Linked DNA regions of Sus scrofa: all the other regions are linked to region 1. A link is a contact called in public Hi-C and HiChIP or PLAC-seq data. All regions are on one chromosome and are shown on one strand. The core of a region is the stretch at or near the end of the contact, and the rest is flanking DNA. Distances in the headings are between cores, read along the strand shown. Region 1 holds the start of SRGAP1 (SLIT-ROBO Rho GTPase-activating protein 1). Region 2 overlaps SRGAP1 (SLIT-ROBO Rho GTPase-activating protein 1). Region 3 overlaps SRGAP1 (SLIT-ROBO Rho GTPase-activating protein 1). Region 4 overlaps SRGAP1 (SLIT-ROBO Rho GTPase-activating protein 1).

Region 1 (5,374 bases), core at 2,433-4,932:
GCCTCAGAGGCAAAATTCGCACATCTGGAGTCATTTTTTTTTTTAGGTCAAACCCTTATCTCAGCAACTAAGATATAAATGCAAATGGTATTAGGGAAATGAAATAAAATAAGAATGGACAATACTCCAGAGTGTTAGGTTCAAGTCAGAAGGTTAAAAAGCCACATATAATCAAAAATGACTCCTGAAATCAGATACACTTCAGTCACCTAGAAAGTCCAATATATGTGGCTTTATTCATTGAGAACAGACCTATGTCTTCCCCTAATAAGTCCAATGCAGGTATGTTTCCCTCCAGTAATAAAATAGGCTACCTTTCTTTTGTTTTTTCTGGCATGAAATAAACCGAAATAGTTGGTTGTTTCAAAACCACGTATCTTTAACCAGTGGACTAGTACTTTGCCAGGGTGAGACACTCACCCTTAAAGAGAGGCTCAATTCAAAAAGAAACAGAGTCCTGCCTCTGAAACTGTCCTTAATAAGGGAGCTATTCTCACTGCACAGGACAGTTGGCCTCATGCACTGTTCAACTTTCATTTCTCTCCCATTCTCTTCTTGATTTTGCTTAGCAAGACAGGTGAATTTGTGCCATTTGAGGTGTGTATGATCCAATTCCATTGTATTTCCCCATTCTCATATTTGCATATGGATGTAAGGATCTGGGTTAGACACAGGATGTGTGAGTTTTGCAGGGGAAGTTGATCAGAGCCTGGACACAGGTTCTGATGAGAAGGGCAGATCAAGTGTAGTAAAGAGCAATAAAGCAGCCTGAGGACTCACAGGTCTGTGTAAGTGACGAGGTTAAAGGGAAGAGAGAGAAGATCCCCTTTGGTGGGAGGGAATTTGTGCCAAAAATAATTTTCACCATGTTCATACTTTTTCCTTGGATTGGATTCGATGGGTACATTTAAAACACTGCAACACATCCCATTTATTGATTTTTAAATCAACGTAGAGGGCCTCTACTCTCAAAGCATATAAGTAACCATGTAACTATAGAATTCATACTCAGAAAGAGACTAATCAAGAGAATTTTTCAGATTAGGACTGGATCATGACAAATGACCTTAGAGCAGAAGTAACGAAACCAATACTTGGAAGTACATTCTGCAAGTCAGTCTCCAGGTTGCAGGAAAATCAGACTGCCTCCTTTCAAAGACCTGCCACAAAGAGCCACGTGGAAAAACTGCACAGAGAAATGGTGATTTCCAACGAGAGTTCTACCTTCGAATACAAGATTTTCGGCTGTGTTGGACTCGTTAAGAAAAGCAAGGTTAGGCTCATTAGAAAGTTTACCTGTCTCTAAGCAAATAATTACTTCTCTATTCTAATATAACTTCCATGTCAATGTAACCAGTTCCTACGAGTATAAAATTATCTTAATTGCAAGCAGATAAAAATCTGTTTCCTGAGTAGTGTTCATCTTAACTCCATTATCGGGGTGAACCCAAGGGAAACCTAAGTCCCTGGGCTTACGTATTGTGTTTGCCCCTGGCCATGAAGAGTTCGTCCAGATTCACACTAGAGTGACAGAGGGTTCCCCCACCAGGTCCTCTCAAAGGACTCTAGGCATCTTCACAACTTGACCACACAAAAGGACCCGCAGGCTGCTCCTGCCTTTCCCTAGGCAAGTACAGAAACGCCTTTCTCTGAAGTTCTTTCATAAGATTGTATATGTACAAACACAGGTGGCTACAAAGCAATTTTTATCAACTTTGCATTGACTATTCCAAAGAACAGCAGTGATCTGAACACTCCATCCATTGTCTCAACGGGTGGGACAAGCTACCCATGAGAAACCACAAAGGAGGAGAAAAAAAACAACAAATATATGTTTACAAAACACTTCGACAGCAACACAAAGTACTTGTAGTGGAGAGGAAATACATATTTTTTAAAACCACAAGGCACATTAAGTAAAAATGTTTAATGAACCTTAATTAGATTTCCCTCATTAGCTGGCAACGTAAGTGGGTTAAAACTACTACTCAAATATTCAAACCTTCATTTTACATGCCAGTGGCCTCCAGCAAATGATAAAGCAATATTCCCGTGTGTGAATGTGAAAGATGGCACTGAATTCCGGCCCGTTATAAAGGAAGAGTCAGATTCCACTAGTGCCTGCTTGGTTTAACTGACAGGCTTTGGGGGAGTAATTTTATAAAAGGGGGACTCACCCTGATAAACTAGCGAATAGTGCAAATGTTGAAAATTGCCTGCACTCAATAAAGCTCTAGATCACTTTGGGTCCAGACTTCAGAAAAAAGACTCCTTAAAAAAAAAAAAAACTACATTGTGACAATGGCATTGTTTAAAAAGAATAATAAGGATGATGGTGATGACAACCACTGCTGCTGCCTGCCTCCCCTGCAGATTGCTCGGCTTAAGGTTGTTAAGTTAAAGCCAGGTTTACCCTATTGGAGCTGCGCGCTGGCAGCTGGGGAAAGCCACCCAGTTTCCAGCTCCCCGTGGGTTTGACGGGACTAGGATTGCGACTGGGATTGGCTTGCACGAAGCCCCGGGTGGCTCAACCAGGCACCCTAGCTGTCCCTCACAACCTTCCTCCAACGCAGACCCCAAGTTAGAAATGCAACTCCCAGAGCACAATGACAAGAAAGCACACAAAAGGAGCAGGGCAGCCGCTCCCATTCTTACCTTTGACTTGACTTTCATACTCGGCTATGATCTCTTTGTCCTTTTTGAATCTGCTCGGAGTGGACATTATCCAGCTGTTACTGGGTTTGCTTTCAATGGGCAAGTTCTGTTAGGGGGTCACAGATCAGTCTCCTTGGAGAGGCAGAGTTGTACTCCCACACGCAGTGAACCCAGAGGCAGCACCGACAGGAGGGAAAGGAGGAGGAAGAAGAGGAGGAGGAAAAAAAAGGAGCGAGCCGAGGACTAGATTAACCCAGGCGCTGGCACCATACTCTCCGGATCCAGCTGCCGTCGGTGATGCGGAGGGGAGCCCAGGGCTCGGGGCCGGGGAGGCCTGGTGCGCCGGCAAACTCCGGCGAGCGAGTGGCAGGGGGCGTCTCCCTGCCCACCCCACCCGGAGCTGGCCACTTCCTCTACCACCGCTGGGCGGACGCGGGGATCGCGCCGGCGCTCCGCACCATTGTTAGCAACCCGCACGGGGAGCGCCGGGCAGGGTCAGTCCAGGAGGGCGGGCGCCGCGACCCTCCCTTCTTGCTCCAGCCACCGACTCCGGCGCTCAGGGGTCCCGCCCGGACTAGGGATGTTGCTGCCGGGGCCGCTGCTCCTCCGTGGGCACACACGGCTGCTACTGCCCCGGGCAGGCAAGAGGAATCGCGATCCGAAAGCAAGTCCCAGCGCTGGCCGCGAGGGCGGCTGCCGCGCCTAAAGAACACGTCCTGGTCGCAGCCCCGGCGGAGTTTGTGCCTCCACCGCCGGCGTTAACGCGGGGCCTCTGCCTCCTGGGCCACCGTGCGCCGAGGCTGCCTCTTTCTCCTCGTCCCCCTTTCCGCTGCTGCCCCCAGGAGGCCGCCGGCGACAGGCACACTCGCACACGCACCCGGTGGAGCCGCGCCCCCGGGGCGGCTGCGAAGTTGCCGGCGCTCTCACGGCCCCGCGGCTCCTGGGCGTTCCGGGAGCGAGCTACGGGCGGCAGCGACCCGGGCGGCCGGACGGCGCTCGGCGAGGTGGGGCAGGGCTCGCGGGAGGGGTGGGCTCAGCCACACGTTCCCTTCTCCGCCCTCGCCCCCGCCCGGCTCGGTGAGGAAGCGCCGCGCTCGTCCGGGAAGATGGATGCCTCTTGTGGCCAACCGCAGCCCGGGCCTGCGCGCGGAGCCCGGCGGCCGTGGGCGACGCCCCCAGCGCCTCCCGGGGCTGTGCAGCCTGCACAGCTGGAAAACCCCTCCTGACCAGGCGGGTTGTCTTCGGCCGCCGGTCGGAGCTGTAGTGGGGCTCTTTTCAGAGTCCGGTGGGGAGATCCAGATTTGGATGTCTCCACGAAAGAAAGATGTCACTCGAAGATGTCACCAAACCCAGCAGAAACCCTGGAGTCTATTGTGAACGTCTTGGCTGTTAAGAATCAAGGAAGGGCGAAGCTCTTTGATCTGGGCGGAGAAAAATCATGATCATATTCTCCCTATCTTGGGGGAAGGGGGTGGTTACGATGGCAGGAAAGGTGTGGTGGGGGAACAGGTCACGCTTAGGATGTCATTAGGTTTTGAAGGGACCTTTCCTTCTCAAATATTATGAGCCTGATATATCAAAGTGCTGTGTCCAAAGGCGTGTCCAGTATCAGATGTTTTCCCTGTGAGATCTAAAGAGTGAAGGGACTTTGAGACTTTCATCATTCATTCATGAGACAACATTTTGAGTTCTTACAGCAAGCCAAAAATCAAGCTAAGAGCTAGGGATTCAGAGAGTAGAACCCTGCCCTAAAGAGTCTCACGATCTACAGTTGTATAAATGAGTAATTACAGATGGTACAATAATGCTGTAGGGGAGCTCACTACTCTGGGAGCCCTGAGGAAACTGGGACCGCATAAGAGGTTTGAGAAGAAAGGCTTCCCAGCGAAATGGTATTTGAACTGAATTTAAAGGATGAGTAGGACGTAGGTTTTCACCTTAGGGAAAGGGTCGCATTCTCAGGAGAAGCAGCAGCATCCTTCTCTGGGGGAGTTTGAAATGAGCTGCAAGACCTCTTCCTCTAAAATACCAGATGGGGGAGTTGCCGTCCTGGCTCAGCAGAAATGAATCTAACATCCATGAGGACGCAGGTTGCATCCCTGGCCTCACTCAGTGGGTTAAGGATCCGGCATTGCCCTGAGCTATGGTGTAAGTGGATGACGAGGTGCAGGCCAGTGGCTACAGCTTCGATTTGACCCCTGGGAACCTCCATATGCCGAGGGTGTGCCCCTGACAAGATAAAAAAAGACAAACAAATAAAATACCAGATTGGGAGTTCCTGCTGTGCCGCAGTGCATTAAGAATCCCACTGTAGCACCTTGGGCTACTGTGGAGCTTCGGGTTGGTGCAGTGTGCTGCAGCAGCTGCTGTGGCTCAGGTGGACCTTCCATATGCCACGGATGTGGCCTTAAAAAAAAAAGAAAGAAAATAAAAAAATACCAGATCCCTGACAGGCGATGACAGATGTTTTACTTTATATCAACAGGAGAGAATGTAAGGAAACAATAAAAAATTATTTGTTCCTTTCCATTTTGCCACAGAGGAGGTTAGCTACAGAATTCTCGATTGCCCTAATTTCATGTGGCGCTGTCTTAGGTAAGAGTGTAGGGTGAAGAGCCAGAATATCCAAAGCAGAGGCTGAGAAGGAAGGTGAGGGCCAACTGAGAGAGCCAAGCTCTTGGACACAATTCTGCAGACAGCAGGGAGCCTTTTAAGTAGA
Region 2 (5,354 bases), core at 2,309-4,808, 240 kb before region 1:
CTGCAACCTATACCACAGCTCACGGCAATGCTGGATCCTTAACCCACTGAGCAAGGCCAGGGATCAAACCTGCATCCTCATGGATCCTAGTCGGGTTTGTTAACCACTGAGCCATGACAGGAACTCTGAGTCTCCAATTTTAATGAAATCAATCTTCCAATCCTTCCCTTTTCTGCTTTTTTGTGTCCTATTTAAGGAATATTTTCATATCTTATGGCTGTAAAGATACTGTTCTATATTATCTTCTAGGAACTTTTAAAATTATCTTTCACAATTAGGTTGTATTCTACCTTTGCTTGTCAAGGTCAACTGCAAATCAGTAGCTTTATCCTCTTCTCAGACAACGTATAGGTGATTCGCGTTGGGGTACACCTGAAACTAACTCAACATTATATACCAACTATATTCCAACAAAATGAGAATAAAGTTTTTAGAACACCTTAAAACCATTGCCTATAGGCACAGGAAAAAAATGCTCAATTTCAGTAATAATAGAGAAATGCAAATAAAAATTACATTGAGGTACCACCTCATGTACTACCTCACATTGGTCAGAATGGCCATGATTAGTAAGTCTGTCAGAATGGCCATTATTAACAAGTGAACAAATAACAAATGCTGGAGAGGGTGTGGAGAAAAGGGTACCCTCCTACACTGTTGGTGGGAATGTGAATTGGTACAACCACTATGGAAAACAACATGGAGGTACTGCAGAAAACTAAATAGAAAACTACTACATGATCCAGCAATCCCACTCCTAGGCATGTATTCAGACAAAGCTTTCATTGAAAAAGCTACAAGCACCCCTATGTTCATTGCAGCACTATTCACAATAGCCAAGCATGGAAACAACCTAAATGTCCATTGAGAGAAGAATGGATTAAGAAGATGTAGTATGTAAACACAATGGAATACTACTCAGCCATAAAAAAGAACAAAATAATGCCATTTGCAGCAACATGGATGCAACTAGAAACTCTCATACTAAGTGAAGTAAGTTGGAAGGAGAAAGACACCATATGATATCACTTATCTCTGGAATCTAATATACGGTACAAAAGAACCCTTCACGGAAAAGAAACAAACTCGTGCACATGGAGAAGACTTCTGGTTTCCAAGAGGGAGGGGGAGGGAGTGGGAGGGGCTGGGAGTTTGGGGTTAGTAGATGCAAACTATTGCATTTGGAATGGATAAGCAATGAGATTCTGCTGTATGGTCCAGGGAACTATATCTGATCAGTTGTGATGGAACATGATAGAGAATAATGTGAAAAAAAAGAATGTGCATATATATATATATATATATATATATATATGTATAACTAGGTCACATTGCTGTACAGCGGAAATTGACAGAACATTGTAAATCAAGTATAATTAAAAAAATTTAAAAAAAACCCCAAACCATTGCATTTTTCTGACTTATGTTTCATCATAATGTGCCCAGGTAAGCATTTTAAAAATATATTCTCTCTAGAATTTTTTTGTACTTCCTGAATTCTGTGATTTTCTCATAAGCTGTGATAAAATTTCAGCCTTTATCTTTGCAAATATTTTTGCTACTTTTCTATCAGTTTTTTGCCTGGGAGTTTAATTAGTGCGCTCAATATGTGTTTTCTGTATCGTTCCTTTCTCTTCATATTTTCTATCCTTTTGTTCTTTCATGATTTATTTTGTCCTCCATTTTGATATTTCAGTCTTCAGTGTCTAATCAGATGTTAAAACCATGCCCTGATTTATTAATTTAGGTTCATGTATTTCTCAGCTCTGAGAATTTCTGTGTGGTGTTATTTCAAATTGGTTATTTCACTCTTTATAGGTTATAATGATGCCCCGATGAAATCTGAGCTTGGCTTTTATCTCCTTGAAGACATTAAAAAGCTCTTTTACATTTTGTTTCTGATTAATCCAATATGTGGTTCCCATGGAGGTATTTTTACTGCCTGTTATTTCTTCTGGCTATCACTCCTGGTTTCTTATCTCCTTATGTACCTAGTTATCTTTGTTGGACATTTTTTTTTTCCAAGTTATTTGAGGTCTAGGGTGAAGTTATTATCATCCTGAGAGAAATGTTTATTTTTCTAAGCCACTAGGGGCACTAATAGTTCAGAATCACTGGGTTTTACTTCTGTTCAAACCATTTTGACCCTCTTCTTTTTGGGAACATATGGTTTCCTATGTCATGGGTTTCAGGCGTGGCCATGTACCTCCTCCTGGATAGGGAAATGTCAAAGAATCAGCTGAGTGACTCCGTCCACCACTACAAGAAGTAGAAATATGCTGATTTATTTTTTTCCCCCCTTTAACAACAAATTACTATTTAGGGAAGAAACAACAGTGATCTGTGCTAGGTCAGAAGCTTTAAAGAGGTCACGTGAGGGAGTAAATATTAAAAGGAGGCAAAAAATTTAACAGACTTAGTCATTATTCCTGAGGATATGCAAAATGCAAAGGACAGATATTGGAAAAAAGCACATTAAAGATGATTTAAAAACTAAAATTAAAGTAGTTACCTTAAGGAAGTCCTGATTAGATATCTATAGGCTGAATGAAAAGACTCATCATCACGGAGGGGACATCGGTAAGGTGCATACACCCTGTTCATACACCCCCACAGCAACAATAATTTGGCAGCCGTCCTGACAAAAGTGCATTTGTGGGAGCTTGAGATCCAGATAGGAGCTTGTAAAATCTCAATGGAACCCACGACTGATGAGGACTGATAAGAGAAAGCTGGCCCCTGCTCATATGGCAGGCTTGCCAACTTTGGTCCTGGCAACAGACCCCAAATTAGCCCCAACCCCTTGGAGATTCAGTTACAGTCCTATTTGGGCTTGGTCCTGCCATTAGTACCATCCAGAGACCCTAGAGGAGTCATGTCCACCTGTGTCCCCAGTAATAGCCCTGCTGACCTTGGTCCTAACTGTGGACCCTGTTATCAGCTCATAATGCAGTTCCAGTCCCTCTCAGCCCTGGTCTGGGAACAGTCGCATTACCCAGGGACCTGCTGGGAGGCATACTTGTCTCTGCCTAGAGGAGCACCAGCTGACCTTGGTGCAACTGCAGATCTTAAAATAGTCCCATAACCTGGTTCCAGACAAGCCCAGCTGTAGTCCAGGTCAGTTCTGCTTGACCAGAAACCAGGCTTGAGACACATCTAACTGTGCTCCAGGGGCAGGCCCAGCAACCTCGGTCCAACAGTGGATAATAAAGTGGCCCTTAACTTGGTTCTAATACCTCTTAGCAATGGCCTTTAAGCAGTTTATATCGGCCCAAGGGACCCAACAAGAGAGACGCCCATTTGTATTCCCAGAGGCAGGCCTGCCAACCTGTCCAACTTTGGATCCTGAAGCAGCCCTGTAACTTGGATCTAGTCCCTCTCAGTGGTGGTCTAGGAACAGTCCTGTCTACCTAGGGACCAAGAGGGGGAATGCCATCTGTGCTCCTAGAGGCAGGCCAGCAGACCTTGGTCCTGGCTGTGGACCCTATAGCAGACCTGTGACTTAGACCTAGCTATGCTTAGCTGTGTCCCAGGGCCAGTTCTGCCTGGCAGAGACCTGTCCAGTGACCTGGTGGGTGCCACACCCAAGCCCTTGGTAACAGGCCACAGACTGTGGCCCTACTATGGACCCAGCAGCAGTCATGTGATTCCCTGTCAATCTCAACAATACTGCTTTTTTTTCTTTCTTCCTTTTTTTTCAACTTCCTTCTCAGAAGCATGTATCACAGTTAAATTTGGAATTGTCAAGGAAAATAAAGGATGTGACAGAAGCCCCCAGACACAATGGCTATGACTATATTAATCCCACGGGATGCTCTTGACAAAGAATAACACTGGCTTCTGACACACATGGGCCATGTTAGTAAGTCACAAGGGGGAATATAATGAGGCAAATATGAAACGGCTCATATGAGGCTCGTAATGACTCCTCATGAGTAACAGGGAAACACAGTTGGGTTTGGTTGCAGGTGAGGCCAGGAATGTGACAAGGAATTATGAAAAACCTCAAGAATACACTGCCCTGGAGGAGGGTCCAGGTGGCCTGGTCTCTTGAGATATGGTTCAAAATGAATGATGGCAGAGAGCAGACGTCTGTGGGGGCTTCTGTAGACTGGCTCTTTTGCCTTTTGCTCCCAGGACCTTACCATTATGAGAGCAAACAAGAGGTTTCATTCTGAGCACGGGGAACTCTAGGCAATACGCCAAACTAACCTACATGGGAAAAGAATCTGAAAAAGAATGAGTATATCTATATGCATAACTGAATCACTTTGCTATACACCTGAAACTAACACAACATTGTAAAGCAACTCTACTAATGGTACAATTTTTTTAAAAAAGAAATTTCGTTCTCTAAACAAACTGCGTTTGTTTTCTAGGGCTGCTGAAACCAAGTACCGCAACAGAAACTTCCTGCCTCATAGTCTTGGAGGCCAGCAGTCTGAGCTCAAGATGTGGGCAGGTTGGTTTCTTCTGCGGGCTACGAGGGAAGGAGGTGTCCCTGCCTCCTTGGCTTATAGATGGCTCTAGTCTTTTCATTCTGTGTCTTCACACTGCCTTCCCTCCATCTGGCTTCTGGGTCTTACTTTCCTCTTATTATAAGGATATCAGTGACCCTTATAATATGGGGAAAGTATCAATGTCCTTATAATAAGGGGAAAGTCACTTCAACTTGATCACCACTGTGAAGACCCTGCCTTCGAATAAGGTCATATTCTCAGGTACTAAGGGTTAGGACCTCGCAATATGAAGGTTAGGGGAATACAATTCAACCCCTAAAATATGCCACAATAACGTTATGCCCCTGTACCTTACACCCTGCACCTGCTGCAGGCCTATTCATCCTTTAAGGCTCATCACTCCATATGTGAAGGTGACCCCAAGCCCTGTCCTCCCCTCCCGACTTAACTACTCCTTCCTTGCCATCCCTGACCTTGTAGGTATTTCAGTTACAGCACTGTGTCATTTCAGATGTATTAAAAACTGGCAGAAAGAAACAAGATTAGCAGAAAGAGACCACACACACATTCATGCACATATAGACTGGATTCATGCCATGGTTAATTAGCCAAGGGAAGAGAAACTTATTACCAGTACAGGCCACAGAAGGGAAGGGCAGTGGCAGAGCATCTGGCCATGGCTTTTTCTTGCTCCTGATACCTGAATGGGGGTACAGATGCCAGGGACCCTGTCAGTGCTGGGTAAGGTGGTGCCAGATCTGGAAACACAGTCCAATTTTTGCTGCCCCCTTTCCCCTGCTTTTGGGGAGGGGTCATGTCATCATTCCAGAGGAATTCACACTAATAATCTATGTATTTGCATTGAAGGGGATATTTATAAAATACTGGGTCTCA
Region 3 (5,599 bases), core at 872-3,371, 150 kb before region 1:
AAGATCTAACACCATCTCCTGCTCATCGAAGATGAGATCCAAAAAGTCCAAATGTACTTGGAGAATAGACTTGTGGCTGCCGTGGGGGAGAGGGAGGGAGTGGGAGGGATCGGGAGCTTGGGCTTATCAGACACAATTTAGAATAGATTTACAAGGAGATCCTGCTGAGTAGCATTGAGAACTATGTCTAGATACTCATATTGCAACAGAACAAAGGGTGGGAGGAAAAATGTATACATGTAAGAATAACTTGATCCCCATGCTGTACAGCAGGAAAAATAAAATAAAATTTAAAAAAAAGTCCAAATGAGGTCTTGGCTGACACACGAGAAAATTTCTTCACTTTCATGGCTCAGTCTAAACTATTATTTAACCTCTGTTTTAAGACACATAGGCTATGTCTCTTTTCTTCCTCTTCTTTTTAAAAAAATTTTCTTTTTATGGCCACCCCTGTGGCATATAGAAGTTCCCAGGCTAGGGGTCAAATTGAAGCTGCAGCTGAGGGCTACACCACAGCCACAGCAACACTGGATCCAAGCCACATCTGCAACCTACGTCAAAGCTTGTAGCAACACCGGATCCTTAACCCACTGAGCGAGGCCAGGGGTCAAACCTACATCCTTGCAGAGACCATGTGGGGTTCTTAACCCACTGAGCCACAACGGGCACTCCTTCTTGTTAATTAACGTGTCCTTCCAAATTTTAAAAAAATTTCTCCTTTTGTTTGAACCCCCTCCCCCCCCCCCATTTAACAAAGCAAAAGACAGCTGAAGAGTTTGCTAAATTCCATTTTTAGGTTAGAAATCAAATCGAATGTGGAAATATCAAACATGACTACAAAATCTCCCAGCTGGCGTGCATAACACTACATCTTTGTTTTAAGGGGTCTTTTTGAAATATAAATATGTTGTTAATCTACAAGGTGGTTTTCCCCCCACTTTCCGAAACTAATAATCACTTACTGAGTAGAGATACAGATATTGACACAGGCACCAAACACCACTGGTATGAAGCTGAGGAGGTGGGGAGAACCCTTGTCCCATAAACATAAAAACCGAAAGCCAGTCTCATCGGGAAAGTAGCTGCATTCTCTACACAGGAAATGGTCCAATTTTGTTATTGTTCTCAACAAAAATGTCCAAACAACAAAAAAAAATTGCTGTGAGCTGGCTGAGACTTATAACCATGATAAGAAGCCTTAAAGCCCAGTTCCTTTTTTTTTTTTTTTTTTTTTTAAGGGGATTTGGGAAGGAGGAAGCTCTCTGGCATGTCATGTAAGGGATTGAATTTTCCGTGCCCTGTGGAATTTTTTTCATATCACTCTCTCACAGCTAGTTGGTGGGGGTGAGAAAGAAACTATAATAACATTTTCCCCAAGAGAGCCGTCCATCTGGTTATCTTATTCTTCACAAGTCTCTCTCTGATCGTGTGTGAGCCCCAAACACAGAACTTAAAGCTTTTCCTCTCTGGTCTGATTCTTTTATAACTACAGGCAGTCTGTTCCTGAGAACAGAGGTGCAATTTGCAGGTAACGTCTCATTTCAAGATTCTGCTCACATTGCTCAGGGCACAGGTTCAGTGCTTTGCAACTCTATGAGAATGCCTACTCGGTTTTAACTTTTTATTCTGTGCCTTTAAAATATCCGTTTGTTTGTTTATTTAGTTATTCTTTGAAGGCTGTACCTGCGGCATATGGAAATTCCCAGGCTAGGGGTCGAACTGGAGCTGCAGCTGCCAGCCTACACCACCTGCCAAGGCAACACTGGATCTGAGCCGCAACTGTGACCTACAACATGACCTGCAGCAATGGCAACGCTGGATCCTTAACCCCTGAGCAAGGCCAGGATTGAACCTGCATCCTCACGGACACTATATTGGTTTCTTAACCTGCTGAGCCCCAGTGGGAACTCCCATTTATTTTTTGAACCTAGTATTAAAGGACTACAATTAAGTAATGAAGGCAGCAGAGCCCTCTCAGGCTTGGTTACGGGCAGGCGGTTACAGGAAGGCATACTCTGGAAGGAATGATGGCACATACCTTTTTAAACATCCTAGTGGAATCCTCACTTATCTGCATGAACCGCATAATCACATTGTTCAGATATATGTCACTCAAGGTGGCGTGATCTTTGCTTTCTCTCCTCACTTGGTTCAGGAGCAAATACCAGCAGTTCACTGGAGACAACAAGTTCTGGTCCTTCCTAAGAAGGGAAGAAAAGAGAATCACTGTCAATTTCAGAGCTGCCCCACTCTGCTGATGGAAGTCACCGCAGCAAGCTAGAAGCCGCAACAGACAGACATTGTCCCTGTTCTCTCTACTCTGGGCATGGCTCAGAGCGAGACACTCCACAGCCAGAAGAAGGGCTTTCCAGGCTGGGATGGCACCAAGCCAGCAACTCCCTGGCCTTGGAAGAAAAAACTTGGACCAAGACCAACCAGTCCAAACCCACACTCCTGACGAGGGCTATGAGACCGAACATACCAAGGACTCTGGCAGGCCTTTAGCTTTAAACACCCCAGTGGAGAAAGCAGTTTATGTTTACATAACAATCTATTGACTGCTGTCTCGCAGGCAGACTGTGGTTTACCACTGAACACAAAGCCTGCTTTGAATGGCCAGTCTGTTGTTGGAAAAGAGATCTGGCTAGGTATACTTTCCATGGAACATAAATTTCTGGATGATTTACTAATGCCCTGATACATAACCTCCAGCCTCCCCAGAAGTGTTCCTGGGCAGCAGGACTTTGGAGCCCTGGCTCGAGTCTCCTGAACAGACTCAGCCACAAAGGAGAACAAAATAATGCCATTTTCAGCAACATGGACGGAACCAGAGGCTCTCATACTAAGGGATGTAAGTCAGAAGGAGAAAGACAAATACCACAAATACCATATGCTATCACTTATATCTGGAATCTAATATACAACACAAATGAATCTATCTACAGAAAAGAAACAAACTCACGGACATGGAGAACAGACTTGTTGTTGTGAAGAGAGAGAGGGAGGGACTGGAAGTTTGGGGCTAGTAGCTGCAAACTGTTGCATTTGGAGTGGATAAGCAATGAGATCCTGCTGTATAGCACAGGGAGCTATATATCTGATCATTTGTGATGGAATGTCATGGAGGATAATGTGAGAAAAAGAATATGTAAATGTATAACTGGGTCACTTTGCTGTGCAGCAGAAATTGACAGAACATCGTAAATCAACTATACTAAAAAAATTTAAAAAAAAAAAAAGGAACCAAGAAGTTGACTGGCTTAGGACTTGTCACATGTCCTTTCAAAACCAATTAAGCTCTTTCAGATCTGTAACCACTCCTTGTTTTATTCTAGATAATAAAGTGACATGTGAATATAAACCACAAAAGAACTCGTAAAAAATCTTAAAGAAAAACTCCAAACAAAAGCAGTGACCAACAGATGTTACTGCTTTAAAAAAAAAAAAAAAAAAAAAAAAAAAAAAAAAAAAAAAGGCACTGTGTTTTTTTTTGTTTTTTTTTTTTTTCTTTAAAACCTAACTCTAAAATGGCAGAAAGACACCGAATGTTTACCCTAACTCAGGGACATTAATGCTATTTTATGAGACATATTATTCTACTACTCATGATTTATGATTCTGAATATTAATTAAATTAGAAAAGAAATTATTAAATAAGGTCTTTCAGCCTGTAAGTCCCTCAGATTTGGGATTTAATGCTGCATTAAGTCAAACCTCCTCTAGAAGAAAGAGGACATAGCCCAGAGACGTAGGCATGGGTGTAAGGGAAGAAACCTCTGATCTAGCATCCTGGCACTTGTACCCATGACAGAAGTCTCCCATTCTCCCAGCTGGCACAGTAAGAATTACACCCCCTACCTAGAGAACCCTCCTATTCTCTCAAAGCCATCAGGCAAGAGCAGTGGTTCTATGGCAGAATATTGAAGGCCTACTACTGTCAGTCTCTAACCGCTCAGCCCAAGAGGCAAATGTTACCTTACATTAACTTTTATGCATGTCCTTGATGCTGAAGTAACCCATAAATTCTTCGAGAACATTTCCTACTCTGTTGTATCCTCAGGGCCCTACCCATGGCCAGAATTCAATAAACATTATTTCATTCAATGAATAAACACTTATTATTGCCTTAATAGTATAAGGGTAACAGTACAACAACAATAACAGCAGTGGCAGCTAAGCTATGATTTACTGAGCACCTACTCTGAGCCATAGTACACAGGTCAAGAGCACAGAATACGGATCATACTGTCAGGTTCAAATCCTGGAATTATTATTTACTAGCTTAGAGAGCTCGGCCAAATTATTTATTGATGTATAGGTGCTTTACAATGTTGCGTTCGTTTCAGGTATATAGCAAAGTGATTCAGTTATACATACATATATATTCTCTAGATTTTTTTCCACTATAGGTTACCAGAAGATACTGAATATAGCTCCCTGTGCGATACAGTAGGTCCTTGGTGGCTACCTATTTTATACACAATAGTGGCATATTTTAATCCCAGACTCTTAATTCATCCCTGCCCCCACTTTCCCTTTGGTAACCATAAATTTGTTTTCTGTGTCTGTGAATCATTTCTTTTTGTAGATAAGGTCATTTGTATCATTTTTTTAGATTTAACATATATTCACTATCATATGATGTTTGTCTTTGTCTGCCTGCCTTCACTTAGTATGATAATCTATAGGTCCATCCATGTTGCTGCCTGCAAATGCCATTATTTTATTCTCATTTATGGCTGAGTACACACACACACACACACACCCCATATCTTCTTTGTCCATTCCTCTGCTGATGGACATTTAGGTTGCTTCCATGTCTTGGCTATTGCAAATAGTGCTACAATGAACATCGGGTGCATATCTCTTTTCAAATTAGGGTTTTCTCCGGATAGATGCCCAAGAGTGGGATTGGAGGATCATATGGTGGCTCTATTTTTAGTTTTTTAAAGGAACTCCATACTGTTCTCCATCGTGGCTGCACTAATAGTGTAAGGGGTTCCTTTTGCTCTACTCCCTCTCCAGCATTTATTATTTGTAGATTTTTTTTTTTTTGGCCACATTTGTGGCATACAGAAGTGCAATGACAATGTTGGATGAGCCACAAGGGAACTCCGGATGATGGCCATTCTGACCAGTGTGAGGTAATAACTCGATGTAGTTTTCATGTGCATTTCTCTGATAAGTAGTGATGTGGAGTATCTTTTCATGTGCCTACTGGCACTCTATATGTCTTCTTTGGAGAAATGTCTCTTTAGAGATTCTGCCCATTTTTGTGGTCTTTCCACCACACAGGGGAAACTTTAGGCCAAGGATTCACCTACATAATGAGCATTCCAAAGCTGAATAAGAGCTAGGCTCTATAGCTCAGCTTAAGTTCCTGCTAAAGTTACGGTGCTAAAAATTGAACATTTATTGAGTGAAGAGAAGGAATACTGAGTGCATACCTCATGTCAACTATTATTCACATCACAGACTTGTCACATTTCTCATTTAATGGTCATGAAATTTCATTTTACAAGTTAGGAAACCCAAGACTCTGAAAAGTTAAGCAACTTGACCAAAGTCACACGGTAGAGCCAGTATTCAAACCAGGTCT
Region 4 (5,618 bases), core at 697-3,196, 250 kb before region 1:
TAAACAACTTAGCATTATACTGTGAGCGGGGTCTGGACTTCCTGTGTTTCTGGGGCTTAGGGGGAACATTTGGAGGCCTAAGGGAGGGAATATAATTACTGAGCATGGCAGAAATCAAACAATCAATGAAACACCCATAGGTCACAAAAAAACTACCAAACACAGGAATTCTTGGGTTCCCTCCCCACCCCCACCCGTGGAGGAAACCAGTACTTCCCCTTTTCCGTTGATTTCCTTCTACTTATGTGTCAAAACCCAAACCAGCTTTTCAATAAGGCTGCTCTTTTCTTGCATGTCGTAGCTGACATTTGCTTGCCAGTTTGTTTTAAAAACGGTAAGCGTTGCCCAATGGAATTGCGAGCTGTTTGGCCAAGACTTACAAACCAAGGTTTGTGTTATTCAGCTTACAAGTCACACAGAAGACACGACAGACCGTAAAAACTAGGGCTCTGACAGATCTCAGTTGGAGAAACTGAATATAATATTTTTAGGTACAACATAATTCTTCAATGCAAATAACATCACATCTGCCCAATATCCTTCAGGTATTTACGGAATTTTATTTTATGCAAAAGCAACTCTTCATGGGTCACACATGAAAAACAGTTTTGTTTCAAGGGTATTTCTGAAGGCACTGGGTCCAGGCTCACATGAGTCGTCATTTCTTTAAAACAAACTAGCTCATCGCCTCACCTAACTATTTGTAGAGCACCCGTGTAGACCTTTGCGATGTACCTGTTTACTCTGTGCTGGAGCCTCTGCATCTCCAGTCTGCTCTGATGGATGTCAGTCTCTCTAGCATATGCATGTCCAATGTACCATGTACTATATTTGAAACCTTGCATCATCTTGCTCTGTAACCGGAGAAGGGGAGCCCCTTCCATCCTTTCCCTTTAGAGCAAAGAGGGCCAGGATTATGTGACTCAACTTCTACAACTGTGCTGAAAGGAGTACATGGAAGGAGAGTCCCAAGACCTCTCTCTGGACGTTCCAATGTAAACTCCTTAATTAGAAGGCTGGTAGGAGGGAGTACACCGCACTTGGAAATCAGGTAAAATCTCGTATTCAGCTGCCGCCTCTCTGGGAAGAATTGCCTTTTTCAGTTCATTAAAGTTCAGAAAGACCAGTTTAGAAACAACAGCCCAAGAGTTTACATGGATACCTGGCTAACTTCATAAGATATTACTACAAGCAATCAAGAGAGGGAGGGGAACAAACTTGCTGATATAGCCCTTGCTAGCAAATTCTGAGATTCTCCTGGCGGGTGGGCTCACACGACCAATGGGGTGTACAGCAAGCAACACCTGAGGCGCCACAGTGCTTGAGAGGTTAAAAGGAGCCTTTGCAAGTGTCGAGAAGCAAATATGGAAAATTCCACCAAGCAGCAAGTCATTATCTGCCACGGCTGACATTTCTGAAATTGCTTTTATACACTGAATTCTGTGCCACTCACAGAGGAAAGGATCTGGTGGGTATGAACAAACAAAACAACAGCCCACCAAGGACACGTGCTTGATTTCAGCCACTCTTTTCATTATTTTATAACTGTTTTAAAATAGAGACCTTATTTTTCTTCAGGTATGGTGAGGCCAGCAGAAGACAACCATCACTGAAAAGATCATTTGTTATTTACAGTTCCCATGAGGAGAGGGAATGCCACTACACGGAGGGCCACATGGGGAGGCACCAGGGTCACCAGCCAGTAGGCAGAGGCAGTGAGGAGCGAGGGAAAAGGTGGGCAAGAGCCTTTTTTGTGGTTCCCATGGGAAGGAACAGGCAAGGCAGAGTAGATTGAGGATTGGCTACTTTGAGTAATTCTGGTGAGCTCTGGGGCGTGGAAGCCATCCCTAGCTATCTGGAACCTGGCCTTTGTGTGGCTGGGGAAGGGGAACAGTGGCCTGAGTGTGAAGACTTGATAAAGGAAGTGGTTAAGAGGATGGGCTCAGGATGAGTTGCTCTGTATACAAAAGGCGCACTTGTAAACAACCCTTTACTATCTCTAGGTAGTGACTAACCCTCCAAGAGGCAGTCCCTCCTGGGTTAGCAAGGCCCCAAGATAGTGAGGCATCAAATATAGAAACTAGAAAATGTGGTTATTCCTATGAGGTCCAAAAGAACTTCACATTGGACGCTAACTGGAGCAGCTGATAAAGCTGAGGGAATAGGAATACAGGCTTGTTTGGTTTGGTTACTGATTCGTGGGACAAGTAAATCTTGCAGCTGGAGCCAAAGCCCTGAATGGCACCTGATAATTATTTCTGCATTGCTGAGAGATGCAGAGTAACTCCTGGCTGGGGCTAATGAAGGTATGTCTTTTGAGTCTTCTTCCAAAAAAGCCTGAAAATTGCCTCTTCTGACACACATCAACGATAAGGGAAATGTGAAGATTCTAAAGCTGTGAGAGGGATTACAGATGAAAATAAACTGCCTGAGGAGTTCCCACTATGGTGTCTCGGCAGCACCATGACATAGGTTCGATCCCTGGCCTGGCACAATCGGTTTAAGGATCCAGCATTGGGCAGCTGCATGTAGGTCGCAACTGCAGCTTGGATCTGCTTCCTGGCCTGGGACCTCCATATGCCATGGGGCAGCCAATAAACAAACCAACAAACTGCTTATTAAAGGACTTCCCATGGCAGGGGGACTTGGCAGGCAGACTGGCGTGCGGATGGTTCCGGCTCTACCACGTACACATCAGGTGCACAGACTCAACATTCCCTCAACATTCGAACTGTACAACTCGTTGTGGTTGCATGCCTGCTACACACTTCGGGATAATGTGGCTTCCTATGTAGAATGCCAGTATGGATGAGAGGAAGTACCAGTCAGGGTAATGTGAATATCAAATCTGTCTGGCAACTATAGCTCTCACTGCAAATGTATATATTTGCACTCCGTTTTAAAATAAAAATCTTTAAAAAATGCCTGACATTAATCATAATTTAGAAATAACAGGTAAAATAATTGACAGTGCAAAGGGACGCTATATGTGAAAAAAAAGCTACATAATTACTATTCAGGAGTAATTCCCTCTTTGTTACTAACATAGGGAAGAAAAACCCCAGGATTTTTGCAAAGTTTAGACAAGTCAGTAGCTGCAGTCTTTCTAGCTGGTTCACCAAGAAGTAAGAGGGGCTTCTTTTCAATTTATTTAGGAACATTATAGAACCTTAAAAATCAACTTGCCAATTATTGCAACAGAAACACCAGTGTTATAAATGCCTAGAATCTCAAAAAGAACTCCACTTTAAAAATGGAAAATCTTGCTGTCAATTAGAATAATTTCTGGCTGTGGCACAAATGTTGACATAGAAAAATAAAAGTTGTCACAAACTTTCCCCAACCTAAACCAGAATCTGGTTCCAAAAAGGCTTTTCCTTCTCAGCAGTAGCTTCAAAATCCTTCTAAGAATTAAAAAAAGTGGAAAAAAAAGACAACAAAAAAGAAAACGCAATATGGTTCTAGGAACTAAAAGTTAAATTTTTAAAGTAAACCAAACAGGTGCAAAGCTAAAGTCTGAAGAATACTCACCATAGCTCTAGTTTGTATATGAGATATGGGAAAGCAGGAGCAAGAAGTAACCAGTCAGATACAGTAGATATGCATGTAATATTGCTTGTTAATTAAATTATCAAAAATCTTATCAGACTCTTTCTAGAAACTTAAAAGTGTTTTGGATTAGATAAACCAAACCTATCCATTTTTTTTTTTTTTTTCCGCAAACTGTGGCTGCTCATTAAAGAGCTTTACAATTCCATTGGGAAACTCTTCTATCTGCCAGAGCAAATTTGCTTTTGTGAGAAGCCCAAACACTTCATGTTACTGTTTTGCCAAGCTGAACTATCTTCTGTGTTCATTAACAAAATATGTTCATTCTTGCAGCATTTAAATAGTTGCTTCTCATTAAAAAGAGAGTAAGACACAATATGAGTTATGAAGAACTATTTTCCTACCTTGTAGTCATATATTCAGCTTTGTGACCTGTAGGGAAAAAAAATTAAAGTAAGCGAATCGAATGGAATCAGTGCAATGCATTTGGCAATCTTTTGTCCCTTATTTTAAGATGCAGAGTTTATAAGAACTTACGCATTTATGGTGGAGACCATGAAGACAACATATAGACAAAAAAATTCAAAGTAAATATTTCACAAAACCTGGAGTTCCCACTGTGGCACGATGGGATGGTTGGTGTCTCGGGAGCACTGGGTCGCAGGTTTGATCCCCGGCTCACTTAACAGTCGGTTAAGGATCCTGCGTTGCCACAGCTGTGGTTTAGGTCCTGACTGTGGCTGAGATCTGATCCCTGGCCTAGGAACTCCATCTGCTGTAGGGCGACCAAAAATGAAAAAACAAAAACAAAAAAACCTATACATAAAATTTAATACATTCTATGGATTAGAGAAACACATGTCTCTTGGCAATTTGAGGCAGGGAGTTTTCTTTATTATTATTTTTTAAAATAAGAAATAGCTGCTTGATCTTAACCATAAATTCAAAGATGAAATATAAGTAAAACACACCCAAGATTCGAATGTTAGTTACTATGATGTGATAGATATTTGTGGGAGAGAAGTGGACAGGTCAAGCAGGGTTAAGAAAACTCAATTTCCTTTAGATTAAATTGGTGTTCTTTCTATAATATGAAATCAGGGAGAGAAGTTGCATTTTACAATCGGAAGTGACATTAGCAGATATTAAAGTACAAGGACATTAAATTTTGCTACAGTCCACCAACTTGTAAGCTAAAAGACTTTCATAGAACTCTCTGTCATTTAAAACATGAGGTTCTTATGTGGCTTGCTATTAAATAATAGCTCTGTATTTTTGCATTGCTGCAAGACATTTGGAAGGAAGAAAAAAAAAAAAAAAGAAGACCCATAACCCAGGATTATCCTGTTCTTGATAGAAATACTTACTCTGACTACTCTTAAAATTTTACTTACTAATTAAGAAGTGAATTATTTTTTCATGCCCAGCTCTATTTCATGTCCACAGAGTAAAAGGGAAAACCAAAACATAAGATGCTAAGATGCTAAAATGCAAAGATGCTAATGATAATTCCTTAGAAATGAAATGCTTCATAACTTTGAAATGATTGAACTTGAGCTAATTTCAAGCTTGAATGTGTTTATGGTTGATGTCCCTTCTTTCCTTCCTCCTTCTTTTCTTTCTCCTTCCTTCCTTCCTCCTTCCAGAGTCGAACCATGTGTGCGACCTACACCACAGCTCAGGGCAATGCCAGATCCCCAACCCACTGAGCGAGGCCAGGGATTGAACCTGCACCCTCATGGACACTAGTTGGGTCTGTAACCCACTGAGCCATGACGGGAACTCCCTGTTCTTTCTTATATTTAGGGTGGAGCAGTGGTGAGGGGTGTGGGAGAGTTGAACCATTCAGCTGGTCTGTTTGCAAAATGATGATATGGTCCTGAAACAGCCTGAAAGTACAGCTGGCAGAAAAGGGTCAGGTTGCTGCACAAACAGGTGAGACCCGCCCATCAACATCACAATGCACTGATTGAGGCTCCTAGGGCAAGGCCAATACAAAAATCATAGCGAGAGCTGGTTTGCTGGGAATGGCAAATGAACACTTTCAGGCTACCACTGAGTCTTTCACT

The links. A called contact is a pair of places that touch in the nucleus more often than the background predicts. HiChIP or PLAC-seq counts read pairs in DNA pulled down with a chosen protein or histone mark.
Region 2: a contact with region 1 is called in an H3K27ac HiChIP or PLAC-seq map of alveolar macrophages, with 11 times the contacts expected there. The contact joins the enhancer-like site here to the promoter of SRGAP1 in region 1. A contact is called at or near these places in 1 of 5 promoter capture datasets (liver), 5 of 47 Hi-C or Micro-C datasets (alveolar macrophages, brain, embryonic fibroblasts and 1 more) and 2 of 2 datasets of contacts at active chromatin or transcription factors (alveolar macrophages and skeletal muscle).
Region 3: a contact with region 1 is called in a Hi-C map of embryonic fibroblasts, with 1.8 times the contacts expected there. The contact joins the enhancer-like site here to the promoter of SRGAP1 in region 1. A contact is called at or near these places in 1 of 5 promoter capture datasets (liver), 5 of 47 Hi-C or Micro-C datasets (embryonic fibroblasts, heart right ventricle and skeletal muscle) and 2 of 2 datasets of contacts at active chromatin or transcription factors (alveolar macrophages and skeletal muscle).
Region 4: an H3K27ac HiChIP or PLAC-seq map of alveolar macrophages shows a contact between it and region 1. The contact joins the enhancer-like site here to the promoter of SRGAP1 in region 1. A contact is called at or near these places in 6 of 47 Hi-C or Micro-C datasets (embryonic fibroblasts, fetal heart ventricle, fetal skeletal muscle and 3 more) and 2 of 2 datasets of contacts at active chromatin or transcription factors (alveolar macrophages and skeletal muscle).

Annotation. Positions count from the first base shown.
Region 1 is chr5:28,299,263-28,304,636 of Sscrofa11.1, reverse strand. It overlaps SRGAP1 (SLIT-ROBO Rho GTPase-activating protein 1), which reads right to left and starts at 3,682. Exons shown (of 22, transcript XM_021091938.1): 1 at 2,656-3,682. The coding sequence starts at 2,722.
Region 2 is chr5:28,536,810-28,542,163 of Sscrofa11.1, reverse strand. All of the region lies in intron 8 of SRGAP1 (SLIT-ROBO Rho GTPase-activating protein 1), which reads right to left. Among named protein-coding and RNA genes, the nearest start is that of XPOT, 140 kb to the left of the region's middle. Within about 2 kb of position 3,558, at least 3 of the 83 cell types and tissues checked have an H3K27ac peak or open chromatin away from gene starts, as enhancers often do. A contact at or near this core is called in alveolar macrophages, where this site is marked.
Region 3 is chr5:28,448,038-28,453,636 of Sscrofa11.1, reverse strand. It overlaps SRGAP1 (SLIT-ROBO Rho GTPase-activating protein 1), which reads right to left. Exons shown (of 22, transcript XM_021091938.1): 3 at 2,039-2,201. Among named protein-coding and RNA genes, the nearest start is that of SRGAP1, 150 kb to the right of the region's middle. Within about 2 kb of position 2,121, at least 32 of the 83 cell types and tissues checked have an H3K27ac peak or open chromatin away from gene starts, as enhancers often do. A contact at or near this core is called in embryonic fibroblasts, where this site is marked.
Region 4 is chr5:28,552,084-28,557,701 of Sscrofa11.1, reverse strand. It overlaps SRGAP1 (SLIT-ROBO Rho GTPase-activating protein 1), which reads right to left. Exons shown (of 22, transcript XM_021091938.1): 11 at 3,954-3,981; 12 at 1-77. Among named protein-coding and RNA genes, the nearest start is that of XPOT, 120 kb to the left of the region's middle. Within about 2 kb of position 1,946, at least 3 of the 83 cell types and tissues checked have an H3K27ac peak or open chromatin away from gene starts, as enhancers often do. A contact at or near this core is called in alveolar macrophages, where this site is marked.